Regions from separate parts of the Mus musculus genome. Here regions 1, 3 and 4 are each linked to region 2. A link is a contact called in public Hi-C and HiChIP or PLAC-seq data. All regions are on one chromosome and are shown on one strand. Each heading gives the region's core, a stretch centred on a gene start, on an enhancer-like site or on the middle of the called end of the contact. The rest is flanking DNA. Distances are from core to core; before and after follow the strand shown.

Region 1 (2,700 bases), core at 140-2,639, 220 kb before region 2:
AAACATGGTGTCTCCTTAGGACTTGGGGTCCTCACCTTATGGTAGCTTCATGCTTTCATAGACAGCAAACATAGACACGAAGGGAAGTTTCCCAAGAGAACAAATCACATCACACACACACACACACACACACACACACACACACACACACGTCCAAAATTTGCAAGAAGTCACATAATGTCACTCATGATTCTCAATCCCTATTAAGTAAGGAACATAGACCATATTTCCAGTTGGGAATGCCCAAGTCATATGAAACATGAGGACTGGGGGTGAGTGATCTGGCATTTTTAGAAAATAAAATCCTCTATCAATGATGAGTCTAAAGTCTTCTAAAAAGGTTGGCCATGTTGGTGCATGCCTTTTGTCTCAGCCCTCTGGATGCAGAGGCAGGTGGATCTCTGTGAGTTGAATACCAGCCTGGTCTACATAGTGAGTTCCAGAACAGCCAGGGCTATCGAGAGAAAGAGGGAGAGGAGGAGGGGGAGGAGGAGGGGGAGAGGGAGAGGGAGGGGGAGGGGGAGGGGGAGGGGGAGGGGGAGAGGAAGGGAGGGGCAGGGGGAGAGGGAGAAGGAGAGACCCTGTCTCCAAACAAACAAACAAACAAAACCCAAGCAAAGCAAAGCAAAGCAAAGCAAAGCAAAGCAAAGCAAAGCAAAGCAAAGCAAAGCAAAGCAAAGCAAAGCAAAGCAAAGCAAAGCAAAGCAAACAGGACAAAAGTCCTCAAATGATTTGACTGGATTTGGTAGTAATTTGGTAATTTGACAAAAGGAAGATCAGATGAAGGCAGAGCTAGAGAGAATGGAGAGTTGGTAAAAGAGTCGACCTCACATCTAACACAGTCGAGGCGATGAGGAGGAAGGGGAGAAAGGAGAATCGAATGGCTCTGAGGTTTTGCCCTTGAGTGTCAGAAGGGTGGGACTGCCATGGTCTGAAACAGGGAAGTCACAAGAAAAAGCAAAAACCCCCTGTTCCCTCTTCATTGACCACACGCTGACCACCTTCCAGCAACTTACGCACACACAGCCTCAATCTATTTTGCATGTTTGAATCTTTTGGTTTTACAAATCCGTATGGTGGCTCAGATTCTGAGCCCCTAAGGAAGTCCCTAAAGGACTGAGGTGATGACTCCCTTAGACATGACATCAGTGGTTGTGGGTAGACATGAAGCCAGGAGTCTCACTTGGAATCAAAAACACCCATGCTAATGGCAAGTTTTCCCAGGCTGAATAAGGGAGAGGATGGACAGGCGATGTAACACCATCATGAAAACATGTGATCCAAGTATTTTCTGGAGGATGATCTTGGGCTCCTTTTCTGTGCTTGGAGGTGAGGTCCCCAGGTCTCCACCCTTGACTTTGCTGTCTTGGTCTCCTGTCCAGGGCAGACACAACTTCCTTACACAGCTTCACTTTCACTTTCCATAGTTTCTTTCACCAGAGAGGTTACAATGTAGTTAGGAGGCCGTTCAAATACATTCTCAACTAGTGTTACTCTTCTTAGTGGGATCCTTGGAGGGACACTAAGCATCCATGCCCATGAAATGGTCATTGCTTTAGCGTTTTAGAAACTAACTTTTGGGATGTGGCTTACCTGGCCGAGTGCTGCTTCAAAACCCTGAGTTGGATTTTCAGCACTACAGCTGGAGCATGATAGTGCATGCTTGTAATACCAGCACTACAGAGGTGGAAGTGGAGGGATCAGAAGTTTAAGTTCATGCTCAGCCTCATAGCCAGCCTAGACTACCTGAAATCCTGTCTCCTGTTCCCCGTCCCTCACCCACAGAATTTCTGTTTGGGTCACTGGGAAACATCACTGCATGCACGATGTACATCAGGGATCTTTGCGACAGAGATGAACATAATTAAAATGAAAATGAGTATTTCTGATACATACACCAAGCTCCAGTGTCTGGCATCAGACTACGACCAGTGTGTCTCTGCTCCTTTCAATCTCATTTTAGATTTGATGCACAAATCTGAACATTGGGAACATGGCTCCCATTGGAATAGATTCCTCCTGTGCACAGTCAAGTGGAACTCAAGAGATTTACATTTGTGGCTCTTCAAGAAAGGCCATCTTATGTTCTTCCGGTGACTTTTGTTCTCCCCTTGGAGCAGAGGACTAAACCCAAGGCCTTGTGCTTCTAGGCCTCTATACCACTGAGACAAATCTTCAACCCTCTTCTGGTGATCTTAAAACTAAGTTCACAACCACAGAAACAAGTATAGTGCTCCTAGCCTGGACTCCTGGGCTGATGTTACCAATGGGATCCCAAGTCCTGAAGTGTGAGGTTGCTTGGGTTCCAACCCTCTCTTTGTTATTTATTATATGAAATATTGGGGGGGGGGAGTAACTAACTTAGGTGTTCTTGATGATGAAACAGGGTCAGTGAATTCTTGGGACTCCAGCAGGACCGTAAGTTTATTGTGGAGAGAGGAGTTGTCTTCCCTGCTACATATTCTGAATACTTGCCGTGACATTTTCCTGACCACTATAACACGTCACTCTGTGCTCAGAACCTGCAGGACCTCTCAGGGATCAATACTATATGGTATTGTCTTCTACCTGCCGCCTGGTAAGCAGGCACATTCTAGTCACATAGGAGAAATACAAGTTGACATTATTTTAGTCTTGAGAACTTCATGGCATCTTTCTCTAAAGCTGGCTGGAGAATCCCAGGGGTGTGGAGGAGCATAA
Region 2 (2,700 bases), core at 125-2,624:
GGCTGGGTCGCTGGGTGCCCTGCAAGGTGCTGCGACATCTATGAATATCAGACACATCTCCACCGACCCTTGGGAGGTTGGAGAGTAGAAAAAAGAAGTTGGGGCCTGAGGCACAAGCGTCCCAACCCAGGCGACAACCACTTAGGCTCGCTTAGAAAACAGAGGCAGGGAGCTAGAGAACAAAACCCCAACTGTGTTCTGCTCTCGCTCACGAGTCACAAACCTAACTTTCTCTAACTTCGCGGTGAATGACACAATTCTGAACTCGTTCGGGAGGCACTCTGTGCAGATAGACACATTACTTCCCTGCCACACACACACCCTCTTTTCCACAGATGCCCTCGCCCCATTCCACTATATCCGACATTAATCACCCAGTTTACCCAGTGGGGTGGTGGTGGGGGTGAGTGACAGTTTAATGAGTCCCAAGCACCGCAATGGCCCGAAGACATCCACTCCACGGATCGACCCGTCCACCGCTACCGCGGACCCTCGGAGGTTCTGTGAGGTTAGGGGGTTTGTTTTTCAGAGGTGGGGGCAGGGTGCCCCGGGTGTGTGTGTGAGGTTCAGGGGTGGGAGAGGAGATGCAAATCTTCCCGCAGTTCGCGGTGCATAAAGCACTTCAGGGAAAGAGGAAGGGTGAAACCACGGGGAAGAAGGTGCAGGGCAGAGAGCCGGTGCAGCAGGAAAGCACCTTCCACAACGGCCGAGAAAACAGACCCCGGTCGCGGCAACAACAAAAGAAAAGTCGCAAGAAGCGGCGCGGCGACCGCTCCCCCGTCGCCGCCGCCGCGCGCCAGCCCCCGGGGCCTCCCGGCAACCGCAACCCGGGCGCCGCGCCCTCCCCCTCCCCCGGCCCTGCAGCTGCACCGGCCCCGGAGCCGCGGCCGTCCCGGGCGCTGCAGCTGCGGCGGCCCGGCCCCCTCCCCCGCCCGCCCGCCCGCCCTCCGCACCGGGAGGCGCCGCCGCAGCTGCACCGAGTCCGCCCCGCGCCGCAGCTGCACCGGCCGGGGAGCGCGGCCAGGCGAGGCGAGGCGAGCCCGCACCGCCTGCCCTCCGCCACACTAACTAACTCCGCCCGGCGGGAGCCCACGGTCGGCAGCGGGGCAGGGCGGGCGCGGGGACTCACACGGAGCGGCCCGAGTCGCCGCGTCCCCGCCGCGTCCTCCTCCTCCTCCTCCTCTGCCGCCGCCGCCGCCGCTGGACTTGTGGGCGTCCTCCGCCGGCCCCCGCCCGCCCGCCGGCCCCGGCCCGGGCCCCGCGCGCCCCCGCCGCCCCCCGCCCGCGCTGGCAGCCTGAGGCGCGCGGCCGAGCCACAGGGCCCCACTCTTTCAACGGCTCCCCATGGCAGCAGCCCAGCGGCGGCCGCAGCCTGCCAGACGCACGGGCGGGAGCGGGCGGGCGGGCGGGCGAGCGCGGCGCCGGGCCGGGGGGCGGGGCGGGCGGGGCGCGGGCGGGGGGCGGACGACGCACACGCACGCACGCGGCGGCGCGGCCCAGATGTGGCCCCGCCCGACCGGGCCGCCCCTTGCCGGCCGCTCAGCGATTGAGCGAAAGCGGCGGGCCCCGGTCTCTGGCCCGCCCCCGGCCTCGGTGGCGCCCAGTAGAAGCGCGGTGTTCCGGGAGGGCGGAGAAGCGGCGGGACTGACGGGGCAGCTCGACCAATAGGAGTGGCGGTCAGGAGCTGCCGCTTGCGCGCGCCAATCGCAGACGGCGACTGTTGGGTGGGCGTGGTCTTCTCGGGGAGGGGCGGAGCTCGCGGACCGCGGCGGCGGCGGCGGCGGCAGTAGCGGCGGCAGTGGCTCCCCTCTGGGTGACTTGGCCGTGAGAAAGTGAAAGGAGCCCGCAGGCGGCGGCGACAGCTGCGCGGGGAGGGGCCTGCTTCCCGGCTGGAGACAAGCGCGCTCTGGGGGTGTGGAGCGAGCGAGTCCGCGTGCACCGCGACGGCCATAAGTATACTTTTTCTCGGGGCAGGTGTCCCGGGGAGGCCGAGCGCGCGGGGCCGCAGCTGGCCAGGGCCAGCCTGGGGCCGCTGGGTCTGGCCCTCCTGCGGTGCTCGCCCAGGCCCCGTTCTCCTCAGGGACGCGCCGCCTCCGGCCTGCCGAGTCGGTCGCCAGGTGCATGCGAGCTACAAGCTCCTAGCGGCTGTGAGAGGCGCCTTTCCCCGGCGTCCTCTGTTCAAGTTGCAGCTGCGTTTCTTTTCACGATCCCCGCGTCCCGTCTGTACTCTCCGTGACAAGCAAAGACACTGCCCCGAGACCAGTCTTAGACCTTTCCAGTGAGATTGATACTTGTAGACGCTTTAGTCTGTTCCTTAATTGGTGCGTAAGGAGCCACGGCTTTGTAAGGAAGGGAGAGACCTTATTTTGTGTTGCACCTCTCTCCCTTCAGATAAACTTCTTCCTTACCTGTTCTTTGTGCCTAACCAGCAAAGAGGAAATGTAGAAAATTTCTGCCCTCAAGATAATGGAAGGCAAGAATAACACACAAGTAAAAAGTTGAGTAACAAGCAGGGGAGAGAATGATTCAAGACAATAAGAAAAGTGCATAGCGAGGAAGTCAACACACTAGTAATTGTCTAAATGAAATGTGTTTACTGTTTGCTATGTGAACGCTGACTGGCAAGCCTGGTTGCTAACCAACTCACCAGGAAACCTTGCAGCTGAGCAAAATCTGCTTTCTCTTTCTTCCAGGACAAAC
Region 3 (2,700 bases), core at 70-2,569, 160 kb before region 2:
AGCTCAGCCATCTTTTTGGAAACATCGGGAAACAGGGGCTGGATGGCGTCTATCATCCAGGGTCATTCTTAGAGATAAGAACACTCCTCCTCTCCCAGCAGTTCTGAGAGCTGACACTCCAGAACGCTTGCTCGTGAGAAAGGACACGGCAGGTCAAGCTGGAGCCACCAGCTCAGCGCTGAGGCCAGATGGTTCCCAGGAGGTCCTGAATGATGGCTTCTCTGGTAGCCCCAGGCTTTGGGGATGGCAAGATGGAGGTTGGGGTTAGCCAAGGCAAACCCTACACTGAAGGGTGACATTGGTATCCCTCGTCCTCATGGTAGTATCTCTGTTCCACCTCTCCCAGAGCCTTCTCAGTGTCTTGGGATCTTAGATCTTCCCTTTTGTCTGTAGAAACCCTTCCTCCTATAAATAATTCGTTAAGTCCCTCCCACTCCCAACCCCTGAGACAGGGTTTCTCTATGTAGCCCTGGTTGTCCTGGAACTCCCAGAATCTGCTGGCCTTGAACTCAGAGATCCACCTGCCTCTGCCTCCTGATTGCTGGGATTACAGGCATGGGCCTTCATGTCTGGCATTCTCCATGATTTTAAGAAGGGCAAAATCTTCACCCACGGAAAGGAAATTACGGTAGTGTCAAATAAAGTCCTGAATACTGTGTGGTTTGGAGTATCCTAGGAGATCATTACAAGCATTAGCCTCCACCTAAATAGAATACTTCCTGTCCCTGCAGAGGCTGTGAACCCCCAAAGGACAAGTGGTTTGGTCTAAGAAGATTCTTAAAAGCACCATTTTTTTTTTTTTTTTGGAGACAGTTTAATGTGGGCCATGTTGGCCTTGTGCTCACTATGTAACTGAAGATGACTTTGAACTCCCAACCTCACTGATTCTCCTTCCTGGGTGCTAGAACTATAGACAGGTACCACCACCATACCTGGGTTTATGTAGCACTGGGGATTGAACTCAGGACTTCGTACTTGTTAGGCAAGTACTCTACCAACTCAGCTATAGCCCCAGCCCAGGAACTTTAATCTTTAAAGTCAGTATGAGATCCTACCATGATGAATCAGAAGAACTCAGGATGCTAGACCAGGCGCCATCTAGACAATAGTTCCATTTTAATGGACCACCAAAGACCTGGAGCTTTAGAGGTCAACACCAGCAGTCCATTATAGTTGTTTTCAAAGCTGTGGGGAGGGAAGCAAAAGATAAGCCTCCCAAGGAAGGACCAGTCTCTGTGTGTGTGTGTGTGTGTGTGTGGCCCCAGCATGACCTCAGGCCAAGGCCAGCCTGTGAGCGTTGACAGCAGAGATGTGAAGCTTGAGAGCCCCTCATCCTTTCCCAGGGAACAGAACGGAGGTGCCGTTCCCGAGAAAGCACACCCGAACAGACATTAGCCTCTGCCAGCTGCTCCTGCAATTACATTGAAATTCACTTAGGCTAATTTCTCACACTTGATAAAAGCAGTTGTCTGTCCAAGTTATTCCCACATTCCTCCACTCCAAACACACTATGGCCCAGTGAGGGGGATCTCCCACTCCTGGAGTCTTTGGCACCCATCCCCCCACCCCTTTGCTTGGGACAGCTTCTGGCTTCTGAGGCTTTCAGTCGGGAGCTGAGAGTGCAGCATAGCCCTATTAGCATAAGATGCTGTGACTCATTGACTCACAGATTGTAGATCAGACTAACATTGGGCTTTAATTAATTATATTAATTTTAGGGGGAAAACAACAAAACTCAAGAGTCTGTGGTGCTTCATTTACTGAGAAGCTCCAAAATGTCTTTTATTTTTAACCACTGCCATAAAAACATCTTCACTGAAATAATGTAAAAAAAAAAAAAAAAAAAAAATCAAGGAAGGGCCTATTACTCAGCGTGATCACGCCCTTTAAAAGGCTTTGACATTTTCTTTATTTTTCTAAGGATTTTTTTTCTTTTTCTTTCTTTCTTTTTTTTTTTTGAGGAAGAAAAATATGTATATGAGCTATGACATAAACATCCATGTGTGGCACATACCACACCAGATCTTCCCTGCTCTGCTGTAGGTCCTGGTTCCCAATCAGGTGCTGTCCTCGAAGAGAGAGATTCATTACCAAATTATCATAAAGAACTCCCTCCCAGAGAATGTTCCATGGTGGGGAACTCTCAGATTCTCATTACGAAAACACACCCGTACAACCCACTTCCACTCCGTGCTCATTCAGTGACTACCTGGTGCCTGGTGCTGGTGCAGGCGCTGGGAATGTGAAGATGAACGTAGAATCAGCAGAGCACGGGCTAGAAGGGAAGGAAACGGGGCGTGGCTTGTGTGATGGAATGAAGAAAAGGGCAAGGAGGGGGCTCTAGGAGACATGGGAAATAAGGGGAGACAGGAAGTAGAGCTGCCATGAAAGTCTGGAACATTCTATCCATGACTCGATGATTTCTGGCCTATGAGGGCCAGACACAGGCTGTGTTTTGGGGAGACTAGTGAACAGGGCGGACACAGTCACTATGCTAATGGAGTTTACAGTCAAGCAGAAGGGTGACAAAAGACCAAAAGAACACAGGAGTTGCATGGCTATTGTGGTTAGTGCTATTAAGGAACAGCATGTCTTTGTTTGTTTGTTTTTCTTTGTTGTTGTTGGTTTGTGTGGTTTGGTTTGGATGCTAAGGATTGAACCCAGAATCAATCTTGCATGCTAGGCAAGAGCGCTCTCTCC
Region 4 (2,700 bases), core at 62-2,561, 140 kb after region 2:
AGGCAGCTGGTCTGGTCCGAGTCTTCTCTTCTGAGAATCCTCTTCGAAGCTCAGCTGCACTTCACTGAAAGGGATTCTTTCTTTTATCACTTGCTCTGGCAGGGCGGGGCTTAGTGAATCAGCTCAGTTTCATGGACTTCCTGATGTTATTTTGAGTTGTTTGCCTTCCTGCTTAAGGAGCTTCCTTGGAGAATGGTCTATTTCAATCTTAGAGGAGACTATTATACAGCATTAAACAAGTACTTGTTAGCCCCCTTAATAGATGATCCTTTAAAGACACAACTCTGAACAAGTGAGGTGCAATCCTTACCCTCTTCCCACCATCACTCCAGCCCACCAAGCATGCAGCCTGGCAGCAAAGATCAACATTCAGTAAGATGATGTGACATGTCAAGGGTAGAATAGGACCCAATGGGAAGCAACAGTATAATTGAGAATGTCCTTTATTACCTAGTGAGAGTCACATGAGACCTAGGTAAGGAGCAGGGTACTATGGGATAGAGTTTGGATGGGGAAAGACTGACATCAAAGGAAACCATATAAAAGGTAAGACAGAGCTTGCTGGGAAAGTGGCAGGCAGGAAGGTAGGAAAGAACAGTGGTCAGCTCAGTGCTTTGCTTTCCAAGACTCATAAAGAAAAACCTCCATAATATTGACTAGGAAGAGGAGGAGGTCATGATCTCACTTATACCTACTACTATATTTAAGCTCTTAATATGTTTGTTGGCAAAAATAACATACATTCATAATATTTTGACATAATATTTTGATATGTATGTGCAATGTTGGCTGATTAAGCTAATTAACAAGCTAAGTAGTAGAGTAGTAGTATGATATATTTTAAAGTTTTTGTAGTGAAGACCTTACTAGCTAGCTATTTTTAAGTATAAATCTTTAGCTAGACTCACCACAGTGGACAATAGATTTCCTGAATTTATTTTCTTTCCAATTGAAACTTTTTATCCTTGGCCAATGTAAGGCTAGAACTCCTGCTCAACCCTGCACAAGCGGGAAACCCTGTCTGCCCTCTTTCCCCCAACCCCACCCGCACAGAGAAAACTCCAGGCTAACATGTCATCACTCCTTGTCTCCAAATTCTCAGCAACTCATCCTATAGTGCCTATCCAGGGGCTCAGTTTTTGACCATGATGGGAACAGTCCCAGCTCCTAGCTGACATGTCATCACTCCTTGCCTAAGATCTATAAAACCACCTTGCTTTAGCCTGGATGTGTGACTTCACTGACCTCTGCCTGTGAGATTAGTGAACCTGCCGGGAGCTGACTCCTAATAAATCTACCTTCATCTACCCTTTAATCTGGTCTAATCTGGCCTATATATGCATCACTGAGGGAGAGGAGAAAGCCTATTAGCCACCTTCTCCCCATTCCATCCCCCTCCCATTAGAGTCTCTATGTCTTAGTCAATTGTGACAGAATTATTTTCAACCTCAAGACTTTGGGTTTTGGTGCCTCTCTTCCAAATGACAGTCTAGCAAGCAGCATGTCTGAATAATTCTGTCTCTCAAGAAAGGTCTCATTAGTTGAAGGAAATGTTATACATTTGAATTGCAATTGCTTGTTTTTTTTTGTTTTGTTGTTTTCTGTTTTTTGTTTTTGTCGAGACAGGGTTTCTCTGTGTAGCCCTGGCTGTCCTGGAACTCACGTTGTACACCAGGCTGGCCTTGAACTCAGAAATCCGCCTGCCTCTGCCTCCCGAGTGCTGGGATTAAAGGCGTGCGCCACCACACCCGGCTTGCAATTGCTTCTTGTTATATGTATCATTTAGATGCTCTTGAGAATCCTGTGGTTGCTTTAGATAAAAAGTTTTACAGATCATACTGGTATATAATTAGTTTCAATATTAGGATTGTGATGTAAAAAGAAACTAACCCTGAACTCCTCTGATAAATGTTAAGAATTCAGCACAATTAAAAAGCTTAAGCCTTAGGTTTTCTCACGTAAAGCTTTGTGCAGTGAAAACATCACACATGCTCAGGTTCCTCTGTAATACTAGGCTGTCTCTCAATGCTCTGCTGGAGGTAGATCAGCCATGAGCACTCATGCTGTCCAAGGGTACGCAGAAGTTACCTGACAAGTGACTACACAGCAGTGTGTCAGAACTAGGATTTACAGCATTCAGTTCTAAATACCTCGTTCTTTCAAGTCAAATTCCAGCAATAGATGTTACCTATATTACATGTCTGAACTGTAAATTTGAATCTGTTAGAGAATTCAGCTTACTGTTTTGGGCAGTATCCTGGAAAACACAATCCAGAAGAGTATGAATATTAAAACTATAGTCTTTTTACAAATTGAAAAACACCTTAAACTAAATGAGCCTGTAAGGCAATTTTGTTCTTTAATGCCAACCCACAGATGTTTGGAATAATCATCTTAATAATCAATGATGTATGGAGACTCACCTAGCACACATTTGAAGGGATGTCTTGTTTTGAGCAATCATTTTAAACACTAGTAAAATGAAGAATTAATTAGCCTGTACAGAGACTCAGCAAACTAATGCTTTAGTCTGTCAAACCATCTGTTCAGGCCCACCCTTCGCAGATTTTGGCATTGTTCAGGATGGTGGAGACAGTACTTCTGATGCTGATGCTGGAGACAGGCTCTGATGCTGATGCTGGAGACAGGCTCAGATGATGATGCTGGAGACAGGCTCTGATGCTGATGCTGGAGACAGAT

What was found. Hi-C and Micro-C count contacts between places; a contact is called where the count stands out from the background. HiChIP or PLAC-seq counts read pairs in DNA pulled down with a chosen protein or histone mark.
Region 1: a Hi-C map of B cells shows a contact between it and region 2, with 25 read pairs. The contact joins the enhancer-like site here to the promoter of Zbtb18 in region 2. A contact is called at or near these places in 13 of 39 promoter capture datasets (the 3T3-L1 cell line, the C10 cell line, the HPC-7 cell line and 9 more), 1 of 15 datasets of contacts at CTCF or cohesin (CD8 T cells), 8 of 484 Hi-C or Micro-C datasets (the AML12 cell line, B cells, bone marrow-derived macrophages and 4 more), 19 of 115 datasets of contacts at active chromatin or transcription factors (the 230-238 cell line, T-cell acute lymphoblastic leukemia, acute myeloid leukemia and 15 more) and 4 of 9 other capture datasets (adipose tissue, embryonic stem cells, liver and 1 more).
Region 3: a contact with region 2 is called in an H3K4me3 HiChIP or PLAC-seq map of stem cell-derived neural progenitor cells, with 2.2 times the contacts expected there. The contact joins the enhancer-like site here to the promoter of Zbtb18 in region 2. A contact is called at or near these places in 11 of 39 promoter capture datasets (3T3-L1-derived adipocytes, the C10 cell line, the HPC-7 cell line and 6 more), 7 of 484 Hi-C or Micro-C datasets (the HPC-7 cell line, brain, cerebellar granule neurons and 2 more), 14 of 115 datasets of contacts at active chromatin or transcription factors (the 230-238 cell line, bone marrow-derived macrophages, differentiating embryonic stem cells and 9 more) and 5 of 9 other capture datasets (adipose tissue, embryonic stem cells, liver and 2 more).
Region 4: a Hi-C map of rod photoreceptor shows a contact between it and region 2, with 2.0 times the contacts expected there. The contact joins the enhancer-like site here to the promoter of Zbtb18 in region 2. A contact is called at or near these places in 7 of 39 promoter capture datasets (the C10 cell line, embryonic stem cells, hippocampal neurons and 3 more), 5 of 484 Hi-C or Micro-C datasets (cerebral cortex, cortical neurons and rod photoreceptor), 1 of 115 datasets of contacts at active chromatin or transcription factors (embryonic midbrain) and 2 of 9 other capture datasets (adipose tissue and liver).

Annotation. Positions count from the first base shown.
Region 1 is chr1:177,665,945-177,668,644 of GRCm38.p6, reverse strand. No RefSeq gene overlaps it. Among named protein-coding and RNA genes, the nearest start is that of 2310043L19Rik, 24 kb to the right of the region's middle. Within about 2 kb of position 1,389, at least 39 of the 459 cell types and tissues checked have an H3K27ac peak or open chromatin away from gene starts, as enhancers often do. A contact at or near this core is called in B cells, bone marrow-derived dendritic cells, hematopoietic stem and progenitor cells and 1 more, where this site is marked.
Region 2 is chr1:177,441,025-177,443,724 of GRCm38.p6, reverse strand. It overlaps Zbtb18 (zinc finger and BTB domain containing 18), which reads right to left and starts at 1,374. Exons shown (of 2, transcript NM_001355099.1): 1 at 1,130-1,374.
Region 3 is chr1:177,604,405-177,607,104 of GRCm38.p6, reverse strand. No RefSeq gene overlaps it. Among named protein-coding and RNA genes, the nearest start is that of Gm51282, 26 kb to the right of the region's middle. Within about 2 kb of position 1,319, at least 8 of the 459 cell types and tissues checked have an H3K27ac peak or open chromatin away from gene starts, as enhancers often do. A contact at or near this core is called in neural progenitor cells, pro-B cells and stem cell-derived neural progenitor cells, where this site is marked.
Region 4 is chr1:177,298,327-177,301,026 of GRCm38.p6, reverse strand. All of the region lies in intron 4 of Gm36904 (a long non-coding RNA gene), which reads right to left. Among named protein-coding and RNA genes, the nearest start is that of Gm36904, 42 kb to the right of the region's middle. Within about 2 kb of position 1,311, at least 7 of the 459 cell types and tissues checked have an H3K27ac peak or open chromatin away from gene starts, as enhancers often do. A contact at or near this core is called in rod photoreceptor, where this site is marked.